2 separate regions of the Sus scrofa genome follow, and region 1 is linked to region 2. A link is a contact called in public HiChIP or PLAC-seq data. All regions are on one chromosome and are shown on one strand. Each heading gives the region's core, a stretch centred on a gene start, on an enhancer-like site or on the middle of the called end of the contact. The rest is flanking DNA. Distances are from core to core; before and after follow the strand shown. Region 1 has its middle 14 kb from the start of RPL10A. Region 2 holds the start of DEF6 (differentially expressed in FDCP 6 homolog).

The links. HiChIP or PLAC-seq counts read pairs in DNA pulled down with a chosen protein or histone mark.
Region 1: a contact with region 2 is called in an H3K27ac HiChIP or PLAC-seq map of alveolar macrophages. The contact joins the enhancer-like site here to the promoter of DEF6 in region 2. A contact is called at or near these places in 3 of 5 promoter capture datasets (fetal liver, fetal skeletal muscle and liver), 17 of 47 Hi-C or Micro-C datasets (blood, brain, embryonic fibroblasts and 11 more) and 2 of 2 datasets of contacts at active chromatin or transcription factors (alveolar macrophages and skeletal muscle).

Annotation. Positions count from the first base shown.
Region 1 is chr7:31,311,731-31,316,496 of Sscrofa11.1, reverse strand. No RefSeq gene overlaps it. Among named protein-coding and RNA genes, the nearest start is that of RPL10A, 14 kb to the left of the region's middle. Within about 2 kb of position 3,071, at least 39 of the 83 cell types and tissues checked have an H3K27ac peak or open chromatin away from gene starts, as enhancers often do. A contact at or near this core is called in alveolar macrophages, embryonic fibroblasts, fetal liver and 5 more, where this site is marked.
Region 2 is chr7:31,189,813-31,194,512 of Sscrofa11.1, reverse strand. DEF6 (differentially expressed in FDCP 6 homolog) reads right to left here and starts at 2,725. Exons shown (of 11, transcript XM_001929239.6): 1 at 361-2,725. The coding sequence starts at 456. ZNF76 (zinc finger protein 76) reads right to left here. Exons shown (of 14, transcript XM_021098617.1): 12 at 4,506-4,670; 13 at 3,867-3,980; 14 at 2,194-3,043. The coding sequence ends at 2,939.

The DNA.
Region 1 (4,766 bases), core at 1,822-4,321, 120 kb before region 2:
TAAGGATCTGGCATTGCTATGAGCTGTGATGTAGGTTGAAGACGTGGCTCAGACCCGGCGTTGCTGTGGCTGTGGTGTAGGCTGGCAGGTGCAGCTCCGACTTGATCCCTAGACTGGGAGCTTCCATATGCCATGGGTGCAGCCTCCCCCCCCCCAAAAAAAAGAGGAAAAAAAAAAAAAAAACATGTTGGAAATTACACTATAACAGATCCATATTTTTGCATGTAAGAAAGAAAAACAAAAAGTCCTTTCCCAAACTTTATGTAAAAAGAATACTCCGGACTGCTGAGCAGGGCTTAGTTTGCAGCCCTGTCTTCTCCTGGGCAATCCCCTGGAACTCACAAGGTCACATCTGTTCAGTTCTGATGTTCCTTTCACTAAACTGAGTTCCTGAGCGGCAGAGACAGTGTCTTTCCTCTTCTGTGCCCCAGTTCCAGCACCCAGAGTAGCACCAGCCCAAACCAGGCATCTGGTGCACATTTATTAAATGAATTAAAGCTCTGAGAATAAATGTTCAGAGATTAGCAAGACTGCTGTGGACAGAGCAATGCAGCCATCTATAATGTTGCAAAGGCACAAATCCAGATGCTATGTGACCTGAGGCTTGTTGGAATGGCAAACAGGTCATGCGTGCATCTAGGCCACCACCCATCACCTCTCTATATATTTTACAGGGCTGTTTGTCATCACACACAGAGGCACTTGGGATATGTGAGAAAGGAAAGAAATCTTTTTTTCAGCCTCTTTTCTCAGGGCTCCCATACCTGGGGCCAGGGAGCCATGCTGCCCTGCACTCTGCTATCAGGTCTCAGCTCTGGGGTCTGGGGAAAGGGAGGCAGATGACAGTGCCAAGCCACAGCAGTGACAATGCCAGATCTGCCACCCCACCAAGGAACTCCTGCTCCCCTTTTATAGATGAGGAAACTGAGGCATAAAGAGGTTAGGTCAACCTATAAACAAATGAGGCAGAATTTTAGGTACAAAATATACTATTAGATGAAAACAAAGTACAGAGCACTGAGCTTTGTGTTACCATCTATGTAAAAATTCAGCAGGGGAAAGTAAATTTAAACATATGTCCTGGAGTTCCCTTGTGGTGTGGTGAGTTAAGGATCCAGTGTTGTCACTGCAGCGGCTTGGGTTGCTGCTGTGGCGTGGGTTCCATCCCTGGCCCAGGAACTTCCACATGACTCAGGCCAAAAAAAATGTTCTAAGTTCTCCTGACCATTCTCTTGAAAGAAATTCAAAATGATGGAATGTGGGAAGAAAATATTAAAACTTTTATTTCTATTTATCTAAAAAATAATAAATTAAGTATTACAAATATTTAATACATGGATTGGTCCTGCATATTCCAGTGTCCAGCTCAATTCTTAGGGAGGGTATGGGAAAGCGGCCTGATCTTCAGCCCCTAGAGGCTGAAGGTGGCACCTGACCCCCCCCTTACTTTCTGTGAATCTATGGATGCTATGTTGGTTTTTTTTTCCTTTTTTGCCCCTCCACCCTTAGCATATGGAGTCCATAACTAGGGGTCAGATCCCTGCTGCAGCTGCTGCAACCTACCCTACAGGCCAGATTCCTTAACTCACTGTGCGGGCCAGAGATTGAACCTGCCTGGCATTGCAGAAAACCATCCCGTTGTGCCACATTGGGAACTCCTGCTTTTTTTTTTTTTTTTTTTTTGTCTTTTTAGGGCTGCACTTGTGGCATATGGAGGTTCCCAGGCTAGGGTCGAATTGGAGCTGGAGCCACAGCCAGAGCAAGGCCAGATCCAAGCCTTGTCTGCAACCTGCACTGCAGCTCGAGGCAACACCAGATCTTTAACCCACTGAGGGAGGCCAGAGATCGAATCTATGTCCTCGTGGATGCTAGTCAGATTTGTTTTCCACTGAGCCAGGACGGGAACTCCCATATTGTTTTTTAACAAAACAAATCTTCACCAATTGGACACATGGCTTATAAGATGCCTGAAAAAGAAACTGACTACCAATAATGGAAGTACAACCTAATAAAAAAATGGCAGAGTGACACTTCTGCTCCTAGTGGGAATTCTTAGCTACTTAAGGGAGGAATGTTCAAAGTCACCCAAAACACTAGAAATGATCAAGATCATCCTTAAGGTAAGTGATCTTGCCCTACAATGTATATTATGTGTTAAAAATTAATATAAAACCACCACGATTAGATGTTTATTCTGTTTATTAACACGTTTTAAATTTCTATTTTGGCTCAGCACTAGAACCACACTAGTATCCATGAGGTCATGGGTTCCAATCACTGGCCCCTTTCAGTGGACCCAGCGTTGCTGTGAGCTGTGGTCTAAGTCCCATACTCAGCTCGATCCACTATTGCTGTGGCTGTGGTTTAGGCTGGCAGCTACAGCTCCAATTCAACCTCCAGCCTGGGAACTTCCATATGCTCCCGTACCCTAAAAAGACAGAAAATAAAGCTCTATTTCGGTACACTTGACAATGTACATATTTTAACACCCGTGTACACGTTATACATAACGAGTATACCTATACTGTGGGTACAGGATCATGGAAGTGTGCGATCAAAATCAACTGGAGTTCACAGACATCATTATTCATCTACACTCAACCGAGGGCATGTGTCTTCCGTCTAGGTATGTGGCACTGCACCCAGCAGGTGCTCAGTAAAGGTCTGACGGATGCCCCTCCTCACAGGGGGCGCGCCGTGGGGAAGTAATTAATCTCCCAGCGCCTCAGTCTTCTCTTCTAGAGAAGAGGGGTGGCGTTAGCCCCTGCCTCTCACGGCGGTAGAGAACGAAGGCGGCGCCCCGCGCTGCGCCAGCTGCCGCCGCAACCAGTAAGGCAGGAGGAAGGTGGGCGGACGACTTACAGCTCCAGGCGACAGTCCGGGCCCTCCACGACGGGCTCCTCCCGGCAGAGCGCCTCGAGCACGCCGCCCCAGCAGAAGGGGTCCCTGCCGCGGCCGCCCAGGTCCGCAGCACCCCCAGACCGCGCCGCGCCCCGTCGGGCCCCGCCTGCAGCGCCTGCAATAGGAGGCGGGAGGGGGCCTCCAGCTGCGCCCAGGGCGCCGGCTCCGCGCCCTCTGCCTGAGCAGGCGCCGCCTCGGGGGCCGCCATACCCCGGGCCAGGGAGCCGTGCCGCTCTGCGCCCTGGTTTCGGGCCTCAGCTCCGGGGTCTGGGGAAAGGGACGCAGACGCAGGGACAGCCCGCGAAATTAGCACCTTCTGAACAGGAAAGGAGAGGAAAGGGCAGCTGGGGCGGGGCATGAGGGCCGGCCAGGAAGGGGCGGGGCCAGGAACGCTCCTGGCCGGGAGGAGGGACTGAGTAGAGGGGCGGGGCGAAGTGCGTAGCGGCTCACGGGGCGGGGGCTAGAATGGGGCGTGGTCACAAATAGGCCTGCGGCCGGAGTTAAGCCAGGGAAAGTGGGGTGGGCGGGGCTTGATGGAGGGGCGGGTCCTGGGCTGCAACCTTAAACCGCCTCCTCCACTGCTCACTGAAGTTAAGTGCTTGAGGGAGGGAGGGGTGTGAGTGTGCAGAATAGGTATCAGGGATCCTTTGAACTTGAGGATCCAAGCATTTGATTTTAGCTGATGTCCACGATGCTTGTAGATCATGAGCTCTGCAGTAGGATTTGATCATAATTTACCACCCCACCATATAGTCACCTCTTCCATAGCTCATCATCTGCCATCATTCGCGTTTCAGTCCTCTCTAAAAATCGTTGATGTATAAATATACCTGAGAATGGAGTCTCAGTGAAACCTAACCATAGGTGTATGGCCATAGATCTTACTGTGAACTTCCTCCCCAAGACCAAGAAGAGGCCTTGCTCTGGTTGTTTGTAAGAAACCAAGAGTACCTCCACTTCCCGGGGTTTCAGTTTAAGGAAATCTGGAGGAGGCAGGCTCCCAGCAAAGGGAAGGATCATAGTAGAGGACAGGAATAAAGGGAGGGGAGAGAAGCCCCACATCACCACATAAACCCTACTTTGGGTGCCAGCTTGTACTTATCCTCCCAGCTTCTGCTACCACTTACACCTCCACTCTTTCAATAAATCTTTACTGAGCACCTAGGACTGGGGCTACAAGGAACAAAATAAAGACCCTTGCCAGAATTCCCTGGTGGCTCAGGGGGTAAAGATACAGCATTGTCACTGCTGTAGTACAGGTTCAATCCCTGGCCCCAGAACTTCCATATGCTGCAGGAACGTCCCCCCAAAAAAAGACAGTTGCCCTCATTACCTCATTGTTGCTGATACTCAAGAGAGGAGAGACAGACAACAAAATAAGTAAACAATAGAATGTTTGTGGGACGTGCTTTCAAGAAACATACCGCAGATGGAGTTCCCGTCATGGCGCAGTGGTTAACGAATCCGACTAGGAACCATGAGGTTGCGGGTTTGGTCCTGCTTGCTCAGTGGTTAAGATCAGCGTTGCGTGAGCTGTGGGTAGGTTGCAGACGTGGCTCGGATCCTGCGTTGCTGTGGCTCTGGCGTAGGCGGTGGCTACAGCTCCGATTCGACCCTAGCCTGGAACTCCATATGCGTGGAGGCCAAGAAATAGCAAAAAGACAAAAAAAAAAAAAAAAAAAAAAAAAAAAAAAAAAAAAAGAAACATACCGCAGAGAAGGAGACAGAATGAGGTAGTTTTAAATAGGTTGTCGGAGTTCCCGTCATGGCTCGGTGGTTAACGAATCTGACTAGGAACCATGAGGTTGTGGTTTCCATCCCTGGCCCCACTCAGTGGGTTAAGCTTCTGGTGTTGCCATGAGCTG
Region 2 (4,700 bases), core at 1,476-3,975:
GGGTGCGTGCCTGAGCTTGACTCTGGGGAGACGTGTGCTCATCACACGGAGTCTGGGATGCAGTTTGGCCTGTGGCCCTCAGGATCCCATAATGCCACCTCTACACCCCCGCTCCCGACAGCTGGGGGCCAGGGCCCTGGGTGATGGCTCTGCACACACCTCTCTGGGGCCTCAGGACGGTGGGCAGCAGCACCCACCAGGCCATGAGGCCCCACTTACCCAGTTCGGGCCGCCACCCCTCCTGGGCCTCTGGGTAGCTGGGCACCCCTGGGAGGAGCTGAGGCCACGCCTAGCCCCCCGGCGGCGGGGGCTGGGATGAGACCGTCTGCCCGCCTCCCCTGCGCCCCGCGCTCCCCTCACCTTGAGCTGAGACTTGGAGACCTTGCCGCTCTTCTCCACGTCCAGCGCGGTGAAAGCGTACCAGATGGACTTGAGCAGCTCCTTGCGCAGGGCCATGGCTGAGGCGCCTGCCCGGCCCAGGGGCGGCTCTGACACTGAGATCCGGTTTCAGGAAATGCAAACGGCTGCAAAGACCGCAGAAGGGCCGAGGCGCGGAGCGAGAGCTCCACCTGCCTGCTCCTTCAGGCTCCCCACGCTGGCGGGACTGGCCTGTTGCTCTGGCGGCTCAAAGCAGCCCCACTCCGGGATCCGGAACCGGGGAAAGCCCTGGAGAGCTAGAGGCCCGGTTCTACTCAGCCTGGTGCCCTGGGTGAGGCCCTTTAGGAGTCTCTCAGCCCCAGAGCCTTCTGCATCCTGCTGGGCTCCCAGAGGCAGCTTGCGGAGGGAAAAGTGGGCCTATTGTGGCTATGGGGTCAAACATCCTGCAGCACGTCCACGCTCACAGGTGGGACACTTTGGATAAGTACCTCCACCTCCCTGAGCAGTTTCTCTGGCAAAGCAGAAGTGCTCACCTGGGAGAGCTGTAAAGAGGTGCGGAGCGGATGTAAAGCAGAGAAGGCGCTGGAGACAGCACTTCTTTTAGGGGCACTAACGTTACTGTGGTGTTGGGGCCTCTTGGGTGGCATCAAACAGGCAACAACACAAACCTGAGGCGGGAACCAGGCTGGGGCACCTCCAGGTCAGGACATGGCCTGGATTCACCACCTCCCCACCCTCTGGGCTTTGGTGCTAATTGGCACCAGAGCAATGTCCACGCTGGGGCCCCTGGCCCAGATCTGGAGATTCTGAACTCACAGGGGTGAGCCCAGCCTCAGGAGGGCTGGGAGTCAGAGTGCTCCACACCGGGGCTCCCATTTCCTGAGGTCCAGCACCTGGAAGGGCTGGGGCCTCCTCCTGCCCGGATGCTGAGAGAACCTGCTCAGGGACCTGGGATACCACTCCCTGGGGACATAGCTTAGGCCCTCTGCTCCCAAGAAGCTGGTGGCAAAAGTAAAAGGGAGATTGCTGGGCACCCTAGGAGAGGAGGCCTGCACTGGGGGAGGGGGCCGATCTCCTGGGTGGCAGTATGAATACGGGCACATCCCCCACAGGGAAGGGAGGAGATGAGGCATCTCCAACTCCTGCAATGTTCTCAGGCAGGAGGGGGTCCAGCTGTCAGGTACCTTTCCCTGCCTCCTCTCCTTCCCACCAGGGGCCACTCTGGTCCTACCACATACTCTTCAGGGCACTCTGACCGTGGCTTGGGAATTCCATAGCATGGCCCCAGACACCTCGGTGCCTGGGCACCCCAGACCTGGGTACCAAAGCCAGAACTTCAGCACCAGGGCAGCAGAGGCCTCAGAGACCCTGGGTACTGTGGCACAGGTACCCTCACCCCAACCTCGTGGAGCTGCTTTGCCTGGAGCAGTGGCTTGTGTGCTGCATATGGAGGGGTGGCTGGGTCTGGAGGGGCTCTGACAATATAACACAAGCTAAGGAGGAAAAGAGAGTTCCTCCAGGCCAAACATCCTGAGGCCTAAGATGCAACCAGGATGCAGAAGCAGTGTCACACTGGTCCTGTTTGGCCCTCTGAAGCCCACTTGCTCAGCTGGAGGCAGGAAACCTCTGGCAGCAACTCAGGGCTTAGGTTACAGCAGGGCTTCCTGCCCCCAGTGCTCCTGGTGGGAGAATCCCACTGTCTGGCACTGAGACTGAGTGAGGTCTGTGCCTGGGATACAGGGCCAAGAGCCTGATTTGACCAGCCCTCCAAAAGGGCCCAAAGCTAAAAGGAGGGAGGAGGGAGGGACCCAGATGGAAACTTGGAACTTTTATTAAATACTCATTCACCCATTTGCCACCACCATCCAGAGCAGGAAAAAAAAAATTATCAAAATGGAATAAAAAAAAAAAAAAACAAATCATACCCAATCCCCAGTATGTACAAGGTCACTCCCTGCCTCTCCCACAGAGGTTGGCGAGTAGCTGGGGGTAGGGGGCTGCGCACCTTTTTTCCAGCCACAGGCCCCTGAGCATTTCTGACTGCAGTGGCAGGAAGTCCCTGCTGCCAAGTGGCCAGGCTCTTGGCTGGCCTCCAGAGAGGAGGTTATTGCTGGGAGAGGCAGGGCTGGGCCTGCTCTGCCCCTACTGGGCTGAAGAGCTGTTGTACCCTCTCCCCTGGTGGCCAGTGACCAGTCAGAGTGGAGGACTAGTCCCAAGAGCAGCCCCAATCGCCACCCGAGAAGGAGTGGACTGAAGGCAGGAAGTGTGTTTTCTAGAGAGAGGAGAGGGTGCCCAGCTGATTTGGGGGGGCGCCCAGTGCAGCCTGGTGATCAAGCTTGTCCTCCTTACTCCTGAGGATGACGTATGCCCCCGATTCCAGCTGCCTGGCCCTCCTCTTGGGCAGGGCGCCTGTACCCTTCAGGCTGTTTTCCTGCTGCCTTCTTGCCCTAGAGACCGACATGGCACCTTCCACGCATCAGCCACAGCCTGGGCCTTGGAGGCAAGGATGCCTGTGTGGCACGGTACCACTAGCATGGTGTGGGACGCAGCCTTCTTGGGCTCAGCAGCCGCTCTCTGACTCTGTGGGCTCCAGGGTCACAGCCCCCTGCTGCATGGCAGCGGTGGCCACGCTGATGGCCTCCTCTAAGGTCTGCTGCTCCTCCAGCTGTGGAAAAGAGGGTGGAGAAAGAGGCAAGAGTGAGACCCTCCCCCTAGACTCCAGTGGTAGGAGATGTGGCTACTTTTCGAATCTCCTCCACCCACCCTGTGCCACCCACCTAAGTCCTGAGTAGAGTCCAAGGCACAGGGGTTCCCTGATGGAACCCTGTAAGGCTAGGTGTGGCGAGGGGGGCCGCGCAAGAGTCCCAGGTCAGAAAGGGAAGCTTGCTCACTGAAGGGGAAGGACTAGATGGAAAGGACCTTAGTAATCACCTACTTCAGCCTTTTTATTTTCCAGATGAATAAACAGGGACATGAAGAAATTAAGAGCTTAGACCACCAGGTACTCGATCATCTGAGTTATCCTGAAGGTCAGAAGGGGCTTCATCTCCCTGCCCTAGTCAAGAAAGGGCCCGAGACAGGCGCATGGATGTAGGCAGAAAGGGATTTGTCATCTGAAATTGGCTCTTTTTGGGCCAAATGCTGTCCTCTTCAAGCGCTCTACCTAGTTCCCCTTTCCTTCTTGTTCCTCTCTCTCTCTCTCTTTTTTTTTTTTTTTTTGCTTTTTAGGGCCACAGCCATGGCACATGGAAGTTCCCAGGCTAGGGGTCGAATTGGAGCTACAGCTGTTGGCCTGTGCCTCAGCCACAGCGACGCAGGACCTGAACTGCATCTGTGACCTACACCACAACTCACAGCAAAGCCAGATCCTTAACACATTCAGCAAGGTCAGGGATCGAACCGTGTCCTCATGGATACTAGTCGGGTTCCTTACAGCTGAGCCACATTGGGAACTCCTCTTGTTCCTTTCTCTGGCCACAGTGTCCTACCTGCACTGCAATGTGAGTTCCGTTGGCTGTGGCCAACAGCGCCACCTGTTGATGATGAAGGGATGCTACACTTGAGTCCTCAGCAACCACAGTCCCAGAGGTAATGATTGTGACCTGAAATAAAGAATGAGGTTGTCCAACCCACCTACATTACTCTCCCAAACCTGGAACCCCTCCAAGAACGGTGGCTAGGAGAAACCCAGAAGGAAATGGATAAAACCATTATGGCTCAGATTAATTAACTCGGGGCTCAGAGCTAAATGGGGTTGTATTTTTCTTTAACTTACAGCCAACTTACTTTAGGAACTTCAAACCAAAGGACAGAGCTGCAAAAGACCCCAGAGATAATTTAATCCCCTCGTTTGAAAATGGACTAAAGTCTGTGAAAAAGTAACTTGCCTGTGGCAGCAAAGCAAATAAGGGGTAGATCGAGATTTAGAAACTGTCTCTTGATTCCCAGTGCAATGCTTTCAACAGGAGAGCTGCTGATGACCCAAAGGAGCTGTAGGAAGACCCTTTATGTGTGGGGATCTTGGTCCTCATAAGCAGCCTGGCCTAATTTAGCCTGCACCTTATGGCCCGTCCCACAGAAAGGAAGGACAAGAGAACAAGAAACCCAAGCAAACCGCCTGGTCATACGGGCTGCGTCTGGGTGCCATCGGCGCTGACCATGGTGACTGTATGTGTGCCAGATGTGGTAAGGTCATCATCATGACTGGGGATGGTGAGGGTGGTGCTGCCGTGCTGGGTCACCATACTGATGGCACTCCCCAGGGCCTGCAGGTCTTCTGGGGACAGGCTGACCTGCCAACAGGAAGGAAGAAGATGAGCGGG